Linked DNA regions of Sus scrofa: regions 1 and 3 are each linked to region 2. A link is a contact called in public Hi-C and promoter capture Hi-C data. All regions are on one chromosome and are shown on one strand. Each heading gives the region's core, a stretch centred on a gene start, on an enhancer-like site or on the middle of the called end of the contact. The rest is flanking DNA. Distances are from core to core; before and after follow the strand shown. Region 1 holds the start of MIA2 (melanoma inhibitory activity protein 2). Region 2 holds the start of FBXO33 (F-box only protein 33). Region 3 holds the start of GEMIN2 (gem-associated protein 2).

The links. Promoter capture Hi-C pulls out the DNA fragments that hold promoters and counts their contacts. A called contact is a pair of places that touch in the nucleus more often than the background predicts.
Region 1: a contact with region 2 is called in a Hi-C map of skeletal muscle, with 6 times the contacts expected there. The contact joins the promoter of MIA2 here to the promoter of FBXO33 in region 2. A contact is called at or near these places in 1 of 5 promoter capture datasets (fetal liver), 6 of 47 Hi-C or Micro-C datasets (embryonic fibroblasts, heart right ventricle, liver and 2 more) and 2 of 2 datasets of contacts at active chromatin or transcription factors (alveolar macrophages and skeletal muscle).
Region 3: a contact with region 2 is called in a promoter capture Hi-C map of fetal liver, with 4 times the contacts expected there. The contact joins the promoter of GEMIN2 here to the promoter of FBXO33 in region 2. A contact is called at or near these places in 2 of 5 promoter capture datasets (fetal liver and liver), 19 of 47 Hi-C or Micro-C datasets (alveolar macrophages, blood, brain and 11 more) and 2 of 2 datasets of contacts at active chromatin or transcription factors (alveolar macrophages and skeletal muscle).

The regions. Positions count from the first base shown.
Region 1 is chr1:169,776,184-169,778,883 of Sscrofa11.1, forward strand. MIA2 (melanoma inhibitory activity protein 2) reads left to right here and starts at 1,398. Exons shown (of 29, transcript XM_021073969.1): 1 at 1,398-1,744. The coding sequence starts at 1,630.
Region 2 is chr1:169,914,604-169,917,303 of Sscrofa11.1, forward strand. It overlaps FBXO33 (F-box only protein 33), which reads right to left and starts at 1,253. Exons shown (of 4, transcript XM_001926592.7): 1 at 389-1,253. The coding sequence starts at 996. LOC102162695 (a long non-coding RNA gene) reads left to right here and starts at 1,197. Exons shown (of 12, transcript XR_002338918.1): 1 at 1,197-1,485.
Region 3 is chr1:169,674,718-169,677,417 of Sscrofa11.1, forward strand. It overlaps GEMIN2 (gem-associated protein 2), which reads left to right and starts at 1,435. Exons shown (of 10, transcript XM_003121777.5): 1 at 1,435-1,619; 2 at 1,989-2,073. The coding sequence starts at 1,450. LOC100627270 (a long non-coding RNA gene) reads right to left here and starts at 1,410. Exons shown (of 3, transcript XR_002346575.1): 1 at 1,328-1,410; 2 at 825-1,071.

The DNA of each region.
Region 1 (2,700 bases), core at 148-2,647, 140 kb before region 2:
ATACGCGGGCACGCCCAGACACTGGGGAAAGGTACAGCAAAGAAGAGCTTAGAAAAATATTTTCTCATGATTGAAACAGGACAACTTTAGTTTCCAAAAATCTACCTCAGTCTAGTAGATTTTACACAAAAATTCCCAATATAGGATTTGATCCCTTTTAAGCAACAATATCATTCAAATAATTTGACTTTCATAAACTTATCGTTATTTTTAAATGATATATCTCACTGATTTTTTTTATTACTCAAATGAATTTATCAACACTGTTTTTTTTTAAGTGAAACAATATAGAAAAGTGCAAAGAATAAAGTGAATACAATTTGAATTTACAGGATATATTCCCACCATATGGAGGAGGATTGTTTCAGACATCTCTCTCAATGTCTATGTCCAGAAATACACATCCAATTTTAAATACATAAAATGATATTGTATCTGCTGTTTCTAGAATAGTATTATTGCAGACAGAGTAGACATCTTTCTGTGGCAGATGACTTGATTCTTCGTGGTAAGAAATAGTGGTTGTGAGTTGTAGTAATCACAGAACTTAGATTTAAATTTCTTTCCCTTTCACTATGTGACTTTGGGCAAGTGATTTGACCTATCTCTATGTAACTCAGTCTCCTTATAATGCAAAAAAAGGGGATGATAATATTACCTACCTCCGAGAGTTGACCTGAGAGTAGAATCAGATCACATAATTGTTAAAGATGGTACCTGGAACATAATAAGTACTTCATATATTTTAACTATTATTCTTAAATGAAAAACAAGGGTCTACTTCATAGCAACATTGAAGGTTTTCAAAATATGAAAGTGGGGAGTTCTCATCGTGGTGCAGCAGAAATGAACCCAATTAGGAACCATGATGCTGCAAGTTTGATCCCTGGCCTTGCTCAGTGGGTTAAGGATCTGGTGTTGCTGTCAGCTGTGGTGTAGGTTGCAGTCGTGGCTCAGATTTGGCATTGCTGTGGATCTGGCATAGGCCGGCGGCTACAGCTCCGATTAGACCCTGAGCCTGGGAACCTCCATATTCACGGGTGCAGCCCTAAAAAAAATAATGATAATCAAAATATATGAAAGTGGGATATTTCTTCAAATAACTTTCATTATGATATTCCAAAACCATTATTACTTATTACCATAAGTACATTATTGCTTCTACGTATAACTATGCCTCCACTGACGCTGGTATTTGCATGTAGCAGATACTGTGTACTTCTTGACTGAACTACCTGAAGGCTTTAACTGAAGGAGATGAACTACCTTTTTGTGGAGGCCTGTGTAAGAATTGTTCTGTGGAACACAAGGTGTTTTTAAGCAGAGTTTTATGTGGGCTGGCTTTATAAGACATGACTCCAACTAAAAATCCCTGTTAATGATTAAACCCTTATGTATAATCTGGATACCTGACTCTGCAGATAGTGCAGATTGAGAACAGAGGCTGTTTGTCCCTCAAGTTAAGCCTAAATACCGATAGAAAAATGTAGTTATTGAGGGATTTAAAAAAATTCAAATCTTTTCTTCTCATATTTAGTAAAGACAGTGGGCTGCTTCCTGGTTTTGGCTGGCATATCTACTGCCTAAACAATCCCTTTAAACCTTGTTTGGATCCCTGCTTGTTTTAGCATGGCGGAGCTTGGAATTCACAGAATCCTTCTTTTGGTTATTTCTCTGACTAAGTGTCTGGAGGGCACAAAACGGCTGGCAGACTTTAAAAAATGTGGTGACTTGGAATGTGAAAGTAAGTTGCTTTTCTTTTTTTTCCCTTCTTTTCCTCTTAAATTGAGAATCCGAAATGATATAAAATGTTATTGTGGACATGTATAATAAAAATGAACAATAATATCTTTGGGAAGTATTTATCATTTTAAAATATAGTTCACTCAAAAGGGAAATTCTGGAAGCAAGCATTTCGTGATAGCTTTTAATGTAAATATACAAAGGGGCAAAGATTGACCTGGTATATAAATATACCAGAAATTATAATGATATAATCCAGATCTCAAAAATAAACTAATTAGCACTTTACTATTTTTAAGATAAATGTAATTGATATGTATTAAAAAAGATATCAAACCTTTTGATGGTTATTTTTATGAAGCCCTTATATTTTTTTAGTTTCTATTTCACAATCAGAAGTTTCTGAGTCTCATGAATCTTCTAATACCATTTTTATTTCAAGCCATCATGATTTATTATCTAAATTATTTTATCAAACATTAATCATTTCTTTGTTCACAATATGCAAAAATATTGAGATCAGTGTTAGGCGTACATAATCTTATGTATCCTTGAATATTAAACCTCTATCTTCTACAAAGAGAAATTAATTTTCATTCTATTGCTTAAGAACTTATTTTCTGAAATTAGCGTTATGGTACAAAAAATGAATAGCAACCCAATATATTAGAGTTGCTTTAAATATGTTCCATCTCTCCACTGTGTGAGAATTATTTCTAATTTGTAACATGTAAGTAAAAATGAAAAATATCATTAGTATAAACAAATAATTTAAAAGTAAATTTTTTATGAGTAAACATTTTCATTAATCGTTTGGAAATGTAATTTAACATATAGAGAAGGTTTACTCAATGATGTTTTATAATAATAATAATAACAACAATGATCTCTCTTTTCCTCTTTACAACCTCATATTAGTTTCCTTAGGGCCAGGCACAGAACATGGAAAGAGAACCT
Region 2 (2,700 bases), core at 3-2,502:
AAAATCAGGTAGGATTTTGTTTCTCCCAAGACTCACTCACAGGCCTCACCCTCCAAGCTTCAGCTCTCATCTGTAAAATGAACTCCATCCCATTGCCAACGAAAGTACGAATGAGACAGGGCTTGGAAGGTGCCAGGAATGCTGTCTGATAAACACCAAATCCATCACTGTTTATAAAGTATTACGATAATCCCGTTATGCCCTCCCGCCTCAAGGAAATCGCTGGATTAAAACTGAAACCCCTAATCACTGAAAAAAGCAACGCTGAAGCGGGCCGGGAGTATCCGCACAGAATCTATTTTGAGGTGAGAGGAAGAAGGCCATCCTGCTCCCCGGGAGAGGAGGAAGCGGGAGAAGAGGATGAATGCAGGGTCCACGACGAGCCTACCTGTTGTTCCGGATGCTGACCAGCACGCACAGCACCAGCTCTAAGTAGGTGCGCAACACTTCTAGCCAACGGGATGAGAGCTGCAGGGCTTCGACTTCTTCCCCGCCAGTCCCGGTGTCGGCGCTGCCTCCATCGCCCGGGCCGCCGCCGCCGCTCAGGTAATTCTCCGCGGCGAACTCAACGCGCAGCTCTCGCACGAACCAGCCGCACTTGCGCATGAGGAATTCGAGCCGTGGCTGCTCCGCAGGCGAGACGCGGAGGCAGATGCGGAGCTGGGGCCAGAGAGCAGGATAGAAGAGGCACTCGCGCCAGTGCGAGCAGGAGGCCGAGGCCCGTAGCCGGTCGGAGGCGGACAGGAAGGAGAAGATGTGCACGATCAGCTCGCTGGGCAGCGACGCAGCGCCTGCCGCCTGCCCGCACAGAGCCATCCGGCCCCGCCGCCGGCTGCCGGTCCCCGGCCGCCTCCGCAATCCCCGGAGCAGCCCCCGCAGCCGTCGCAGCTGCTGCAGCCGCAGCCGCCGCCGCCGCCACCGCGCCACCCGGGCGGCCCCTGCTCGGGTTCCGGCTCCCGGTGGTCGGGGCTGCGGCACTGACAAGAACAACAACATCAATGACAAGGAAGAAGGGGGCGGAACCGTCGTAGGTCTCGGCGGAACCAAGTACAGCACAAGTTGCGGAGAGGGGGAAAGGCCTCTGCGGGGTTGGCCTCCAGACAGCCAGCCTGTGGCCTCTCAAACTTTACTCACGCGCGTCCGAGGCCTACACACTCAGGAACTTCAAAATCCTTGCTTTTACTGGTTAGGGGCCCGGAAGCGGCAGGACTAATTGTAAGGAAACGGCAGCCCTCCCCGCGCCTGGAGGCGGAGGCAGAGCAGTGGTAGGACCTGAGTTTGACGTCACCAGTGGTGGGAGGAGCCCGGCGTGATCCGGAGCTACTTCCGGAAGAAGGGAGCGCCCGGTTGCCGGTAGGAAAGGGAGACGCGGCACGTGACTCCTGACGCACGCAGGCTGTCGGGACGGGGGTGGGGAAGCGCTGGTGGTGCCGGTGTTGGGCGCCCCCTCCCGTCTCACAGAGACCGCCGAGTCCCGTCTTGTTTGTAAGTCGGTTAACTGGGGCGCTCAGGCAGTGTAAGTGGCGGAACTCGCGTTAGCGTAAGCGGGCGGTGACGCTTCTCATTATACGTTTTCCTGTTGCTGGGCTGAGGACTCAGAGCCAAAGTGCCGGCTTGGGTCTTTTTCAGCCTAACCTCCCCTCCCCCCTCCCCCGCAGAGAATTGTTGGGAGTTTCTGAGAAAAAGCCGCTAAGGCAGCAGGACCGGCGCCCTCGCGGGCTAACCCGAGGGGCTGGGTGAGGAGAGGAGAAGCGCGGGGAGGGGAGGCTGGACACAGGCCGCAAGCGGACCTTCCCTCGTGGTCAGACCTCGGAGTGGACAGTAGCGCACACCTGGGTGCGAGGGGAAGGAGTGAGGACAGCGCCACCCTTTGGATTTTGAGGGAGAAGAGAAAAAAAAAGGGCAAATGGGTTAGATCTGTTGGTTGATAATTAGTCTCTTATCCAGAGATTGAGGGAGACTGAGTTCCAGGTTTGGGGGCTCTAATTGTAAAGAAGTTTGTTGTTATGGTAAAGGTTTTCTTTAGCTCGGCGCCCGGTTTTTGAGGGAGGGATTTTTCGAAAGAGTGTCCTAACTTTATCACAACTCGGGAAGTAGTTAGTTAACTGACTGTAAGGAGCAGTGAAGTCAGAAAGAAATAAGCGATTTTATGTAATAATTGAGGATCGCTTTAATGAGGCTGCCGCTTCAAAGCCTTAACTAGGGTCTTGGAACAGCCGTGTTTATTTGTGGCTAACTCTCAGAAGCTGTTCTCCTGGATATTTTTAGCCCTCTGAGGGCAAAACTCTCCATTCATAATGCTTCCATGCCTTTTGATGCCTAGCACAGGCCCGTTACCAATAATATTGTGTTGGTACCTCAGTTATCTTCATTTCGGTACCTGTGGGGGGGGGGAAGCTATCATTCATGGTAGGTCACTTCTCTGAACCTCTTGTCTGTAAGAGATTTTTCTATGCAGTTATTATTATATCTTATGAATGGATTAATGAGCATTAATGGAAACAGCAGTGAATTAGGAAGTTGAGGCTTGGATTTAAATTTTTTATTTTTTAAAAGCATTCATTTTTTGGGGGGGGGGCTTGTCTTTTTAGGCCCGCACCCGCGGCATATGGAGGTTCCCAGGCTAGGGGTCCAGTTGGAGCTGTAGCTGCCGGCCTACACCACAGCTCACGGCAGCCCTGGATCCTTAACCCACTGAGC
Region 3 (2,700 bases), core at 185-2,684, 240 kb before region 2:
CATATGCCGCGGGAGCGGCCCAAGAAATGGCAAAAAAAAAAAAAAAAAAAAAAAAAAAAAAAAAACCAAATTACTCCTATGATCATTATTTCTTCAGACTGGCATTTTTTACAATGCCAGAGAATATTAAAAAGAGAGAGAGAGAAAGAGGTCCTGTGGTCAAAAACACCAGTAAAATTATGTACAATAGGTATCTTGACTTGTCAAGAGTTTTAATATGCTAATATTCATTGTGAATCTTTAAGAGTGGCATTTGCATACATTTCCCAAAGATATTTGACCTTGGAACTTTTTTCCAGGGACCATCTGGGGGCAAGTATTCTGAACATTATTCAGTCATTAATTAATCACTTGTTAATGTGTAACAGCCAGTATTTTCCTTCCTACTTTTGAACCCACAGAGATTTCCAAATTGGAGATTCCAGCAGTAGGTAAAATATGGTAACACAAATTTCTGGGAATTTTACATGGTCACCACTAGATGGCGGTTTCACCTCTACTTTTTCTTTTTTGTTTACTCTATAAACGAGGCACTTATTTTTTCTAACGTGGATTCTCTTCCATTTGTTCAGATGGTGACATTATAAAGCACTGGCCAACTATTTTTGAACTACTCACTAGAAAAAGTAATATTCAGCATCATATATGTTCTACTCTGCATGCCCTAAGACTACAATAATATCAGGTATAGTTAATAAAGCTAATTAATAAATTACACATTAGAGTTAATAGAATTCCAAACTCAAATAGACCTTAATGATAATTTGGTCCAATCCCTGTAAATAACAAATGAACGTGAGCATAAGAGTTTAAGTAGCACATACCAGGTCAAGGTGCTGATGGCCATTTAAAATTACAACACGGTTGATTTCATGCCTGTCTTTTCTTCTTTAAATGCTGACAAGACTTGTCACTAAAACTGCTAGCTTTTGTTCAAACAGCAATTGCTTCTATTCCATGGAAGAGTTCCCCTGTGGGGCAGCTGGTTAAAACTCCTACGTTGTCACTGCAGCGGCTTGGGTCACATCTGTGGCGCTTGTTCAATCCCTGGCAGGGGAGCATGCCACAGGCCTAGCCAAGAAAAGAAAGAAGAAATGCATGTGATGTGTCTACCAGAGACTTAAGAATTTAGAGCTCAACAAGTGATAATTACAGTAATCTGCTCATTAATTTAAAAACATTTAAAGTTCCCTCACTACTGTGGATGCATAAAATAATCTTCAGTATTTACTTAGGAGAGTAAAGAAGGAACCCCCCTTAAACACTTCAGAACCACTAGTACCAGGAACTAAATTCCTGGTCTTCATTATTCCACCCGAGCCTTAACCTTAGGACAACCAGCGAGTTAGCTCATGCGCAGCTTCGCCCCCTAAACCCAGCCTCTTGCCCATCTCCGCGCCAAAGGCGCCCGCCCACTTGTGCGCCTGCGCTGTGACCTAGACTTGGCGCATGCGCCGGGCAGGACGGGCCGGATTGAAAACTATGGCGTGGGTACCTGCAGAGGCTGCGGTGGAAGAGTTGATGCCCCAGCTGTTGCCAGTGGAGCCCTGCGACTTGACAGAAGGTTTCGATCCCAGCGTACCTCCGAGGACTCCTCAGGAATACCTGAGGCGGGTCCAGTGAGTGATTAGACCCTGTGCGGTGGGCTGGTGGTTCTCCCTGCGCACAGCGCCCAGTGCCTCGCCCCACCACCAAATTTGATAAAGCCCTGTCTCTGATCCCGTCTCCAGTTTAGGACCGGATCAAGATCCCTTCATTGCATCTATGAACTTAATTTTGCTAAACGTGATTACTCGTGAGAAGATAACGTGAACTTAAATTTCTTTGCTTTCAGTCCAGATAATTTCAGAAATATATCGTTTAGTACCTCAATTGCAATTCTGAACTTTTTTTTTCTGATTTTGTAATGAACTGTAGAAGTGGATCGCTTGTTTTAATGCGCATGAACAACAGTAATCACGTTTCTTGCATTTATTATTTGTTTGTAGGATCGAAGCAGCTCAATGTCCAGATGTTGTGGTAGCTCAAATTGACCCAAAGAAGTTGAAAAGGAAGCAAAGTGTAAATGTTTCTGTGAGTTTTATTACCCGTCAGGGGATTTCCCACTCCCAACTACAAATTAAAAGACCAAGGCTCTTAGTATAGTATCAGATAGTATCAGGCAGTATCAGTTAAGATTTGACTACTCTGTAGTAAGTTAGTAAATTAGACATTTGCTTGTACTTTGTCCCCTAAAAGGACAGATTCCATTTACTGCTTCCATAGAGGCTTTTGGTAACCCTAGCATTCATGGAGATTTGCTCATAATACTTTAAGAAGATGATCAAATCCTAAAGGAGGCTTTAAATAAGTTACTTACGCTATCCTTTATTTTTAAGGTATCTTTTTGCACTTCTTCATAATTATTATTGGGCTGATATTTAACTTTAATGTAGTTTGCATGTTCTGAATTTGACTGGCTTTTGTTTTTTAAAAATTTGAAATCAAAATATCTTACACTTTTCTAGGTATTTTGCCACTGTAAACCTTTTCATTTGTTTATCCAGCACACTTTTTACAAAGCAACTCTGTTGTGCTAGACACTGGAAATACAACAGAGGATGAAACAAAAAATATGTCCCTACCCTTGTAGAGTTTACATTCTCCTGAGAAAGAAGAAAAGCAAACAATTTAATTGCGTATTTTGACTCTTGCTGTGAA